2 separate regions of the Xenopus laevis genome follow, and region 1 is linked to region 2. A link is a contact called in public Hi-C data. All regions are on one chromosome and are shown on one strand. Each heading gives the region's core, a stretch centred on a gene start, on an enhancer-like site or on the middle of the called end of the contact. The rest is flanking DNA. Distances are from core to core; before and after follow the strand shown.

Region 1 (2,700 bases), core at 10-2,509, 53 kb after region 2:
TTAGGAGAGAAATGCTTTCTGGCAGGCTGCTGTTTTTCCTTCTCAATGTAACTGAAGGAGTCTCAGTGGGACATGGGTTTTTACTATTGAATGTTGTTCTTAGATCTATCAGGCAGCTGTTATCTTGTGTTAGGGAGCTGTTATCTGGTTACCTTCCCATTGTTCTTTTGTTTGGCTGCTGGGGGGGGGGAAGGGAGGTGGTGATATCACTCCAACTTGCAGTACAGCAGTAAAGAGTGATTGAAGTTTTTCAGAGCACAAGTCACATGACTTGGGGAGCTGGGAAATTGACAATATGTCTAGCCCCATGTCAGATTTCAAAATTGAATATAAAAAAATCTGTTTGCTCTTTTGAGAAATGGATTTCAGTGCAGAATTCTGCTGGAGCAGCACTATTAACTGATTCATTTTGAAAAAAATGTTTTTTTCCCATGACAGTATCCCTTTAAGACTTTTGGGGGGCTTTTATATTGGATGTGCATATGCTGTCAATGTCCTGTCAATTACTTTTATTACAGCCTTGCATTTTGCAGAATTCAGCTCCTCCCCAGACAAAACTCAAATTCCCACAATGCCCACTAGGCTGACATACTGGCACCAAGTGAATTCAGCTTGTCTTGGTATTTTAATGAAAAGTACACTTTAATGTAAAGTAATTCAGTTCATGCATTTGTACATAAGCTATTTTTATCGTGTTAATGTATTCTGTATATGTCTCTATCTGTTTATACACATAAACTAATGCATGTACAGTACTTCCTAAGCAAGAACAAAGCTACATCTAGAAACAGCTTAAACCAAATGGCCAGAGGTTCTTGTGTGTGATCTTAGAAGTTCACCCAGCCTCTCTTTTAAATGCCAGTGTTTAAAAACCTAAAAGAAGTGAAGGCACAAAAGGTATCATATCATTTTATTAGAAAATGCGCCTTTTGCCATTCAGTCTCTGTAGTTAATTGGCTGTGGGCCACCTACATATCTGAGCAACGGCATTTTGCAACACCCCATAGAAGTGGCAACCAAAGAAGAACGCCTATTTCTCTATAGAATCAACACGTGTTGCAGTGATGCCACAAGCACAGTAAGGGGACGGTGCAACAATCTTATCCTGTGTTTCCGTCTCAGGAAGTTTGTGAATAAACAGAACTGCTGATTCACCCTAATAGCCCTTTTTTTTTTACCATATATGGGTATTCCTTAAACAAGCAGTAAGCTTGCCTGGTGACTTATACAAAAGGTGTTTAATTAGGCAGAGAAAAGCAAAGGAAGAGGCTGACTAAACCTGTGCATGGGATGCTGCACCCTGTGAGAGAGTGGTTATGCTTACTTATGCCTTATATGGTAACAACCAGGCTTTCAGCTCTTTCAGCTGCTTTTCAGCATTTTTAGTTCATACTGTCTACTATCCTTATCAGACTGAATTCAACATCAGTTGCTCAGGCAAAAGGTGATTGGGATGGAGAATGTGCTATAACAGATGTAAATTCCCACTCCCAGAATCCTCAGCAAGCTTATGGAATAAACGTTTTGGCAGTTACAGCTCACAAAGGGTCTCTACATAAGATAGGTCCATTACACTATTATCATATCATGGGTAGGGATGCCCCCTTCTCCGGAAACAAATACCGGCCTTTCAATTTCATTTCTAGCATCTTTTTCCCTATTAATAACATTGTCACTAAGTGTCCCTGGCACCAACAGCCCTGTTACTTGGTGTGTTTTAATAATAAAAAAAGAACACAATAAAAAGAGATGTATATTTTAATAAGATTATTTTGCCTGAGGTCAACAAAATCACAAATCCATGTATATTCAGTAGCACAGGATTAGTGAGCCATAAAAATGTGAACACTACTCTTACCCAAAATGCAACATTTTTTAACATACTTCATAATAGCGGGCCCTTTTAAATAGTGTTCCCCACAAATAGTGTGCAGTGAGTTTATACAGGAGCATCATTGTGCCAGGCCAACATGCAATGGTCAGTGACATCTAATTCACTTTGTACCTCTCATTTGCATCCATGAAGTCAGCTGTGCTGAACTGTACATTCACGCTACTGCTTCTATTAGTGTGCACTGCATTTGCAAATATACAAACAAAAATGTAATTAGGAAGCATTAAATCATTGTGTTTTCAATGGTGAACAGGGGTAGTTCACTTTAACATTTAGGCTATGGCCAGACATGGTTGTATAAATGCAGGCCAAGACACAACCTCTGCTCACCTGCGCTCTGTGATGTTACTGCACCTACAGACACACAGAGCAGATTTTTATTTGCGTGAAATTGCATTCTCTCGTGTTTTTGTGCTGAAATTCACTCTGTGTAGCCAGGCCGATGCCATACCTGTAGGTGCAGTAATATCATGGAGCGGTGGTGAGTAAATCGGTCGTTTCTTGGCCTGCCTATGAATGCCACATCAGGCTTTAGCCTTAGGATGATGCATATTCTGAGACCGTAATAGAAAGACAATTTACAAAAAGTAACCGTAACAATACAAGTGTAGCCTCATAGAGCAATAGATTTTTGGCTGCCGGGGTCAGTGACCTAAACCTGAAAGCTGGAAAGAGGCGAGTAAGAAGGCAAAACATTCTAAAACTATATAAAATGGTACAATGGCACTTTTGGCAATTATGAATGTTTTATTGCCCAGACAGGTGAGTTTTGGCACTCAATGCAGCCCTGAGATAGCCTAGGCACT
Region 2 (2,700 bases), core at 100-2,599:
TAGCAAACATGACGTGATGGGGCAGATTCACTAAAGTGTGAATTGTCGCCAGTGACTGCGCTGTACACATTGCACCACTTCGACGGGCGCAAATTCGCTACCACTAGGCTTATTCACTAATAAGCGAAGTTGCGCCTTGGGCGCCGAACGCAGGTGACTTTTTGCTAGCATTATTTCCGCAGTGCGAGCGTTTCATAAAGATGCGCTAGCGTTCGTTTCTGCCTAGAGAAAAATTCTCTAGTGATCTTGCGCTTAGGTCAATTTGCATACAGCGTGTAATTTAAAGTTGTATAGAGGGCTTTATTTATAAATGTTGGTGCAAATGCATGAAGTTACCACTTTTTCTTACACATGCCCAGGGAACCAAGAGAGTTTATATAATGCCCTACACATGAGCCCGCTGTAAAACGAATGTTCTTTTTTTTTTATGATATGTCTGGAGAAAACCGGTTACCCAGGACGTTTGCAGGCAATTCCGCTTCAAAAAATGAAAAGTCGCCAGCGTTTCTGGAACTTTAATGCATTTTCGGCTCACAGGATATGATGTAAGTGACAGAAGATTGAGGAACATCTAGCACTTCGTCTGGTCTGAGGTGGCGAAATCAACTCTGGCGAAAGATGTAATGTTCAGTAAAATCCGCACTTTAGTGAATTTGCGGAGAAAGAATCGTTTGCTAAGCGACTTTTCGCTCTTGCGACTGAACGCAACGACGGTCCCGTTCGCTAGCAAATTGGCGCCTGTTAGTGAATTGGCGATATCCCTGTGGGTGGCAAAGCTGGTGAAAAGTCGCTGGCGTTAGCCACTTCGCCCTTCAGTGAATAGGCCCCAATGAGTCTACTGAACCAGTGTACAGTCCCAGTGTACAATTGCAGGCGCCTCCTGTTCAGCTTACTTCTTATATGGGCTTGTTATTATACAGTGCCATAACTCCAAAGGAATGGATTTCTGCCAAGTCATAAACATTCATTGGCACAAGGCCACACTGTCTCTTCCGCCACCTTCAGCGCAATCTCTCTACTTGCGACCAAACTACCTTGTTCTTCATTTGTTGTGCCAATCAAGTCTATCATCTGTGCCACATCTTCCTGTGTCGGGTGATCACATCATGAAATCCGTGTATCTGTAGTTTGTTAGTGCTGCGAACCCCATTGCGTGGCGCAGGTGCTGCCTTCAGCACACATCTGTATCTAACAGGGCTAATAGGATCTGCCAGGAACGTTTAGGAGAGATTTTGGCTGAAGCACCCCTTCATTCACTCTGGTTAGCGCTAGGCTCATGACGTCACTTTCGTGGAAGTCCCAGTAATGCTTTGCGACGCCAAGCACCTCTAACCGGAAGCTGACGGCAGCCAACCATTGGACGGCGCAGCTGGAGGGGTGATTCCCGCCCACTTGCATTTCATTGGTGGAAATCTGATATCACAACTTCCCCCGGCAAAAAAAAAAAAAGGATTGGCGCTGCCTATAGTTTAGAATGAGAGGACTGTCAGAAGGGGTTAAGTCCGTGCTGTTCTTGCTCACTCAGTGAAGCTGATCAGTGTCTGCAGAGGAGGAACCTAGCGGAGCTCCATCACCCACTCTCCTGCCACTGCCTTGGATTCTGCCACTGAGCTGCTTTAAGGATTTAAGAGGGGGGATTGTCCTACTTTCTGAGCTTCCAAATCTTTTTTTGTCTGCTGGACCCTGAATAGAACTTAGAGCGTCCTCAAATGGCAACGAAAATTGACAAGGAAGCGTGCAGAGAAGCTTACAATCTGGTGAGAGATGATACCAATGAAACGAGCTGGTAAGTAGCAGGTTGTCCTGCCTGTGCTGTCATCCATATAATAAAGCATTCAGTAAATCCTATGGAGAGGTTACCATTGCAGTGCAGTACTTTCATATATATTCCTTTCATTCAAACATCATTTTATTCACTTGTATTGCATTGTAGGATTAGATGACACTTGGAAATAAATTCTTAATAAAGGAATTATTTATGTGACTCCTATAGATAGAGAGTGGCTTTATGAATCTATCAATTGCTAGCAATACACAGTATGTAAGAGATGTCTTAACACCGTCCCCCATTGGCTGCAAAAGTAAAACTTTCAGCCGCAAATTGACAGCCTGCAGCTGCCGAGGATGCTGGGAGCTGTAGTTTAGAAGCTACATGTTACACTGCAAGGTTTCTGGACTTTTTTTTTCTCAGGAGACCTAATTTAATTCTGTGACCCAAAACAATGGTTTAGATTTAATTAGGCACCTTATTCTAATGACTTTTGGCTATTATAGCAGCACATTTTACTTTGTTGAAGGGGGCATGGAAACCCGCCCTAAACAGAATAGTGACCTGAAAGTAAAGAGTAGCCGAATAGGCTTGTTCTGTTTTTTTATTTTTTTTTACCATGTGTTTAATAAGCTTTACATTTCAGTTTCATTTTTCTTCCTCAAGGGTAACTTTTATATATGATGGCCATACTATAGTCCCAGGAGAACAGGGTGCAACCTATGAAGAATTTATATCTGCTTGCAAAGGTAGGACATGATCCAGGTGATATGCAAATACTGTAACACCATAATCTGAAAGCAAACAAATGATTGATGAGTATTCGTGAGCAGGAGGCAAGTAGGTGCACATATATTGGAATGTTTCTGTAGGAGTCTATCAGTCCCAATATCTAGAATTACATTGCAGCCTAGGGCTATATATCCGGAATG

The links. A called contact is a pair of places that touch in the nucleus more often than the background predicts.
Region 1: a contact with region 2 is called in a Hi-C map of the XTC cell line, with 2.8 times the contacts expected there. The contact joins the enhancer-like site here to the promoter of klhl36.S in region 2. A contact is called at or near these places in 2 of 4 Hi-C or Micro-C datasets (the XL177 cell line and the XTC cell line).

What each region holds. Positions count from the first base shown.
Region 1 is chr4S:44,129,877-44,132,576 of Xenopus_laevis_v10.1, forward strand. No RefSeq gene overlaps it. Among protein-coding and RNA genes, the nearest start is that of cotl1.S, 53 kb to the left of the region's middle. Within about 2 kb of position 1,260, at least 1 of the 7 cell types and tissues checked has an H3K27ac peak or open chromatin away from gene starts, as enhancers often do.
Region 2 is chr4S:44,076,418-44,079,117 of Xenopus_laevis_v10.1, forward strand. klhl36.S (kelch-like protein 36) reads right to left here and starts at 1,350. Exons shown (of 5, transcript XM_041561183.1): 1 at 1,035-1,350. It overlaps cotl1.S (coactosin-like protein), which reads left to right and starts at 1,510. Exons shown (of 4, transcript XM_018260580.2): 1 at 1,510-1,786; 2 at 2,435-2,517. The coding sequence starts at 1,710.